Linked DNA regions of Ovis aries: region 2 is linked to region 1. Evidence: chromatin contacts called from public Hi-C data. All regions are on one chromosome and are shown on one strand. Each heading gives the region's core, a stretch centred on a gene start, on an enhancer-like site or on the middle of the called end of the contact. The rest is flanking DNA. Distances are from core to core; before and after follow the strand shown. Region 1 holds the start of CBLN3 (cerebellin 3 precursor). Region 2 holds the start of TINF2 (TERF1 interacting nuclear factor 2).

What was found. A called contact is a pair of places that touch in the nucleus more often than the background predicts.
Region 2: a contact with region 1 is called in a Hi-C map of liver, with 3 times the contacts expected there. The contact joins the promoter of TINF2 here to the promoter of CBLN3 in region 1. A contact is called at or near these places in 4 of 16 Hi-C or Micro-C datasets (blood, hypothalamus, liver and 1 more).

The regions. Positions count from the first base shown.
Region 1 is chr7:20,557,724-20,561,332 of ARS-UI_Ramb_v3.0, forward strand. CBLN3 (cerebellin 3 precursor) reads left to right here and starts at 2,043. Exons shown (of 3, transcript XM_004010296.6): 1 at 2,043-2,518; 2 at 2,800-2,919; 3 at 3,229-3,609. The coding sequence starts at 2,219. The coding sequence ends at 3,426. KHNYN (KH and NYN domain containing) reads right to left here. Exons shown (of 8, transcript XM_042252152.1): 2 at 230-450.
Region 2 is chr7:20,742,035-20,745,643 of ARS-UI_Ramb_v3.0, forward strand. It overlaps TINF2 (TERF1 interacting nuclear factor 2), which reads left to right and starts at 1,888. Exons shown (of 11, transcript XR_009601430.1): 1 at 1,888-2,179; 2 at 2,270-2,415; 3 at 2,534-2,638; 4 at 2,758-2,859; 5 at 2,938-3,045; 6 at 3,132-3,228; 7 at 3,397-3,609.

The DNA of each region.
Region 1 (3,609 bases), core at 793-3,292:
GAGTACAAACTGATTTGACCTGAATCACTTCTTTCCAAACCCTGGCAGAACCTGGGTCATTACAGCAGAAATGAAACCAAAACTCTGGACAGAGAATGTGCAAGTTCGTCAAAGCTCAGGGCCAGTGAGACAAGCAAGAAGTGAAGATCCTCCCCAGCCCCTCCTCTCTCCGGCCTCCTCGGGGGAGGGAGTCATCGTTTCCCCGGAAGGGTCAAGGAGAAGCATTCACCTTGGCTCTGCTGGCGTTCTCTTTGGGGCCCTCCAGCTGCAGCCAGATGTGAGGGTTCTCAGGACAGTCCTTCGGAAGGACGCTCATCCCCACCCTGAAGATGCGCTCCACGCGGGGCAGCTGCTCCCGCACCTTGTCCTCGGCCTCCGCAGACACCGCAAAGCGGTCAGGGGACGGGGAGCCGGCCCCCCAGGTAGGCATGGCTGCTTGGCCGCCCGACCCTGGGAAAAGGGAAAGCAGCTCAGCCTTGATGTCCCCTCAGCGCAAATCTTGGTTTCCTGGCCTAACCAGCTAGCAACAGGTCGCACCTAGTTATCAAACCTGTAAACAACCCAGGAGGTAACCACCACTTCAGTCCAGTTGGAATAGGGAGGGAATGTCAGATTATCTGGACACGGGGGGCTTCTCCCCGGAGACGAAGTCACGGATAAACAAGGCTGTCTATCTGGGATGGCCGTGTGGCCTTGGGAAAATGACGACCACAGCCCTGAGCAGGAACGGGGAGGAGGATCCAGCTGGGTCTGGAGGCCAGAAGGAGTGGACAGGTGACGACAAAGAGTCCCTCTCCTCCGGGTCTCTGCAACCTCCGGGTCCAAGACGGCCTCTTAGAGATGAATCCTCACCGGGGCTTGAACTGGGTTCTCCTCTGGGGACCCTCGTCGGCCATTTCCAAGGTTCTGGCCACTCCCACTCCTCCCCTCCCCCTGCTGCCCCCCTCGGTCGCGCCACGCGCCCCACGCTGGGCCGAGGGGCCGAGCCGGGCCCCGCCCACAGCCGCTGGCGGCTGCCGCCCCCCGCCTGCGCTCGGCGCTGCGCCCTCTGGCTCCCGCCGCCCGGGCGCGGGGGAGAGCGCGCCTACCCGCCTCGCCGCCCGCTGCGGCCTCGGTCCCGCCGGCGCCGCTCGGTGCCCGCCGGCCCCAGCTTCGCCCGCGCCCCCGGCCCAGGGAAGAAGGGCGGGGGGCCCGAGTCGGGGCGGGCCTTTCCGATTCCTCACCCAACGGGGACCTCTCTTCCCCACATCACAAACAGTTTTTTGAGTCACTTCCTGGCCGGGGGCGGAGTCAGCTGGGCCCCTCCCGGGGCTGGGCCAGCACCGAGCCCCGAAGCGCGCCCCCGCCCCCGCCAGCCGCCAGCTGCTCCCCGCCCCCGGCCCGAGCCCCGGCCGCGGCCCCGGCCCAGGCCCCAGCGGGGCCCCGCCCCCGGCCCCGCCCCCGCCCCGCCCACTCGCCCGCTCTGGCTCCGAGCCTTCCGGGTCGGGTCTCCTAGCTCCTCGGAGTTTTCAGGGGCTCGGCGCAGTTGTTTCTCAGGAATGAGGAACCACTTCAGTGAGAGATGGAGGTGAAGAGGGCCTTAAAGGGACTAATCCAGTCCCTTCGGATGATGACACAGAAGACTAAGAAAAGAAAAAGACTGGCCCACGGTCACAGGATAGTGACACCCTTGACCCAAGCACTTTCCACCAAAACAATTGTGGGGAAAACACAAGAACATTCCCTTTCTTCCAACAGTGGAAAAGATACTGCTAAGAGGGCTGCTGACTTGTGAAGGATTTTTGAAGAGGGTAGGAGTGAAGAGGAAGGGGCTGTCACACATCTGCACACACTCACACACGCATACGTGCACTCAGTCTCACTCAGACACCCAGTGGTCCCAGTTCAGCCTTCAGTGCTCTCCGGCGGGGCTGCCCTGGGGTTCTGGTTGTAGCCCCCCTGTCTGGCTGTCTCATTTCTCCTCTCCCTCCTAACGCCCAACTGCTGTCATTTTGTGCCCTGCCAAGGAGGCGGGAACTGCAGTGATAGCAGGGGTGAGAGGCAGGACAGAGTCGTGGGGCATGGAGAGGGATGGAGAGAGAGACGCCGAGACAAGGTGACCAGGAGCCCCAGAGAGAGAGCTGAGAAGCAGGTTGAGGGGTGGCGAGAGCCTGGGGGAGAGGCGGGAAGAACCGAGGAGCAGAAAGAGAAGGTTCGTGGGTCACAGAGCCACTCAGCCATGCTGGGAACAAAGCGACACTGGCCGCCAGGTCCCTCACTCAGCCTGGGGTTGCCTTTGGCCCTCACACTTCTGGCCCTGAGGGCCGGGTGGGCCCAGGAGGGGTCAGAGCCAGTCCTCCTGGAAGGCGAGTGCCTGGTGGTCTGTGAGCCCGGCAGAGCTGCTGCAGGAGGGCCAGGGGGAGCAGCCCTGGGAGAGGCGCCCCCTGGAAGAGTGGCATTTGCTGCAGTCCGCAGCCACCACCACGAGCCAGCAGGGGAGATCGGCAATGGCACAAGTGGAGCCATCTACTTCGACCAGGTAATCCCCCTACCCTGCAAAGGCCTGGAATCACTGTCCAAGCCCACTCTGCTGCTAAGGAAATGGCTCTGCTGTGGGGCCCGCTGCCCGTCTCCTTTCCCTTCACTCCCACCATACCTTCCTTCCCTTTCTCATCATTTCTTTTAAATCTGTCCATTCTTCCTGTTTAGTCTACTTGCCACCCCTTCCTTTCCTTACTCACTGCCCCTTCCCCCAGTGCCGTGGCTTCTCAGAGCCCCAAGCATCCCCGAGCCCCACTCAGCAGGGTCTGCTTCCCACAGGTCCTGGTGAACGAGGGAGGTGGCTTTGACCGCACCTCTGGCTCCTTCGTGGCCCCTGTACGGGGTGTCTACAGCTTCCGGTTCCATGTGGTGAAGGTGTACAACCGCCAAACTGTCCAGGTGACCTGAACCCTAGGCCCTGTCCCATCTCTGGCTCAGGATGGGGAGGGAGGAGGGGAGCGCAGGGGACCCCCAGTCACACCTCCATTAACCTATATCCTGGAGGGCCAGAAGCAAGAGCGGGGAGGGCCTGCTTAGCAGAGATTGGGAAGGAGGCACAGAGTCCAATGTTGGCCACCTATTAGTCATCCAGGAGGGCGCACTGAGCCCCAGCTTCCAGAGTGTCTCTCTGGGGGTGGAGAAAAGGAGGGAAGTGGGGTTCCTGGGCCAAGGGCCAAGGAGAGGTGCTAAGTGGATTCCCCTCCCCAGGTGAGCCTGATGCTGAACACATGGCCTGTTGTCTCAGCCTTTGCCAACGATCCAGATGTGACCCGGGAGGCAGCCACCAGCTCTGTGCTACTGCCCCTGGACCCTGGAGACCGGGTATCTCTGCGCCTGCGTCGAGGGAACCTGCTGGGTGGTTGGAAATATTCAAGCTTCTCTGGCTTCCTCATTTTCCCACTCTGAGGACTCACGCCTTTCAAGGATGGAAACCTAGCCCCTGACCTTTGCCCTCTGCCCTCTGCCCCAGAAGTATTGTCTTTAAGGCAGGAGAGAGATGCCCTCTGGCTGTATTTTTATTCTACTTGCTTGCATGGGACCCTGTGCCAGACATCCAAGGTGAAGAGTAGAGCTCTGGTGTCTCAGGAC
Region 2 (3,609 bases), core at 638-3,137, 180 kb after region 1:
CCATATTTTGGAGCTTGGACTTTCTTTAGAAAATAAGGGGGAGCTGTCAGTTAGGGATGATGTGATCAATTTTGCATTTCACCAGATTTATGATGAAAGCAACATGGAAAAGAAATTAGGAGTTGGGCTGGAGATGGGGAGACTAGAGTCTTCTCAATGTGAGAGACAGGGAACCTGCTGTAAGATACAGACTGTGAGCGTGGAAAAAAGAGGGGGTAAGTTTGAAGGTTCCATTAGAAGTAGAACTGATTAGACTTGGTGAGGGATTAGATTTGGAGAACAGAGAGGACAAACTTAAGGGCAATGTTCTTGTTTTCTGAGTCACGGGTAAAGAAACATGTCATGCACAGAAATACAGAGGCCAGGAGAAAGAACAGAATTTAAAATAGAAGATAATTTTCAGTTTTCATTCTGGCATATAAAGAGCTTAGAAGTTCTTCTCACTTCTGTCCTTACAAGAAGGATGAATAGAAAATCAAAAACCAAGAGAAAATCTTGAATGAAGCCTGAGGAGTAGAAGTGGGTACATCTTACCTACAGAGGAGCAAAAATAAGAATTACATTAGGGGAATTTCCTGGTGGTCCAGTGATTACGACTGTGTGCTTTCACTGTCAGGGCCAGATTCAATCCCTGGTTGGGGAACTAAGACCCCGCAACCCATGCAGGGCGGCCAAAATAATAATAATAATAATTACATCGGACTTCTTCAGAAACCATGCAAGAAGAGAGCACAGTAAAATGTCTAAAGTGTTGAAGAAAAAAAGTCCATCAACCTAGACTTCTGTCTCTAACAAGATTATCTCTCAAAAGTGAAGGAGTTAACACTTTTCCAGGCAAACAAAAATTGAGGGAGTTTGCAGCCAGATCTGACTTGCAAGATATGCTAAAAGAAATTCTTCAGAAAAGAAGGAAAACGACATAGGCCAGAAACTCAGATCTACATAAAGGCAGAACTTTAGGGAAAAAAATAAAGGTAAAATTAAAAAGTCAGGTAACTAGAATTTCATAGATGTCCGATTTGAGTACTTTGGAACTTCCAGCTAGATGTCCCACTGGCAGTCGAATGCATGGCTCTGCACAGAAGACTGATGGGGGCGGGGGCGGGGGCGGGGGAGGGGGAGACAGGGAGGATCTCTAAGAAAGGAGATGGCCCATGGAAAAGGTAGTTTCACCAAATCCCTGTAAGGCAGTCAGAGCAGATAATTAATTCAGAAAACAAAGAATACACACTGTGTGTCAAGGTTCTGTCCCTGGAAATAAGGAGAGATCCCAGGAAGGGTGACAAGGAGAAAGACAAGTTACATGTGGAGGCTGATGGGAGTAAGCTCACAACAGAATTCCAAAACGGAAATCTATGTTATTATTTTTAGCACTACACGCCTTTAAAAAATATATCAAACACAGAAGAACAAACAAAATTGCCTAAAGTCTCAACATCTAGAAAAAAGTTAACAATCTGACGTATTTTTTCAAACTTTGTATTTTATTTTTTAAGGGCGGGCGCCCTCTCCTGTTCTGTAAAAAGAGCCGAACTCTTACTGGAAGCCGCGCACCACCAGGGGAAGGCTTTGCAGACACTGGTATGGGCGCTGAGATTTAAGGAATCGGATTTGAGAGGCTGAAGACGATGGAGAGGGAAAGTGGCACGAACCTCCCTTTACCGACTAGAAAGGCAAGTCTTCAAAGAACGAAGCGCTTTCTCTACAGGCTCCACGAAATAATGCACCGGTTGGGGGCGGAGCCCAGACGCGCGGTCCCCGCCACCCCGAAGCTGTCGGAAGTGCGCGGAAGCGAGGGCGGGGACCAGCAGCGGCGCCGGATCTGCCCGGGCGTGGCCTTGTGACGCGACGTCACGTAGCCCCTGTCTGGCGGCCCATTGGTTCGCCACTACCACCCTTTTCCCGGGTAGGAGAAGTGGTCGCAGAGCCGGAAGCGAGGTAGCCTTCGGGTTTGAGACAGCGGTGGCGTTTCAGGCAGAGCGGTCTAGGGCCAGTGGAGCTGGCCAGCTTCTCCATTCGGGCTCCATCCCGAGTTGGAGAGAAACCCCAGGATTCTGGTGGTCCTTGGGAGGCGCAGAGTGGGATAGCCAAGTATCCGTTGCAGACTTGAAATAGCGGAGCCAGTGAAGGCCACCGGAAACCCCGCCCCTGGGAGGAGTCGAGAAGCCGCGCCGAGGAGGTAGGAACCCAAAGAGACGGCCCCTGGGGTGGAGTCCACCTGCCATGGCCACACCCCCGGGGGCCGGTCCCGCTGCTATTCGCTTTGTAGCAGCTGCCAGCTGGCGAGTCATTCGCGGACGCTGCGTGGAGCATTTTCCCCGAGTATTGGAGTTTCTGCGATACCTGCGCGATGCTGCCCCTGGCTTGGTTCGCTACCGGCATCATGAACGCCTGTGTATGGGCCTAAAGGCCAAGGTATTGGAACCAGTAGGACCTGGTAGAGGGGATAGGGGCCGACTGCTTGGGGATGGAACCGGTAGGAAAAGGGCAATTTGCTTCGACGTGGGCATTCTGAGCTCAGTACCCTCCACAGTTGGTGGTGGAGCTCATCCTGCAGGGCCGGTCTTGGGCCCAGGTTCTAAATGCCCTACATCACCACTTCCCAGAGTCTGGACCTGTAGTGCGGGACCCCAAAATCGTGAGTAACCCTTGAAGCGAGTCCTACCCCGGTTAACACCTGATGCAGCAGAGTTGCTCCTCATCCTGGTCACTGAATCCTGGTGCCCCTTACCCGTTTGCCTTCCTTACCCTCGACAGACAAAGCAGGATCTGAGGAAGATATCGGAGGCCCAGGAAACCTTTTGCCAGCAGGTGAAGCAGCTGGCAGAAGCCCCTGTTGACTTGGCTTCGAAGCTGCAGGTAGGACTGGCTGCTTTGGAAGCAGTGGTGTAGCTGTTGGCTCTAGCCCTCTCTGACCTGCTGCTTTTCCTCCTGCAGGAACTTGAACAAGAGTATGGGGAAACTTTTCTGGCAGCCATGGAAAAGCTGTTTTTTGAATATTTGTGTCAGCTGGAAAAAGCACTGCCTACGCTGCAGGCACAGCAGGTTTTGTTGGGGCAAAACACATAAGGACAGAATGCTGGGGTGGCGGGTGGGGCCTGTGGTCTTCATAACTCTCTCCCTTTTCACAGCTTCAGGATGTGCTGAGCTGGATGCAGCCTGGAGTTTCTATTACTTCTTCTTTTGTCTTGAGCCAGTATGGCGTGGACATGGGGTGGCCACTTCCAGGTACCAGGACCATGTGGGAGAACTAAGAATTTAGGGGGTGGAGTGTTTAGCTTGAGACCTTTTGAGACAGCCCACTGGAAGGGTTACATGGGCCTGAGGTATAAGAAACCAAACTGAGTGGATGTGTTAGAGTTTTAGCTTTTTAAGGAGCCTTGTTTTCTTCTTCAGAGTGCTCTGCTGCTGATTCAGTGAACACAACAGAGCCCTCAGAAGAGAGTCCTCCTCAGCAACCAAGACCAGCACTCCACGACCCTCTGCCAAAAGCCTCTCCTGGCCCACTGCTTCCTCAGGGACCAGCCTCGAGGAAGCATCCGGAACCTCTGACCGGCCATCATTTCAATCTGGCCCCTCTAGGCCGGCGAAGAATCCAGTCCCAGTGGG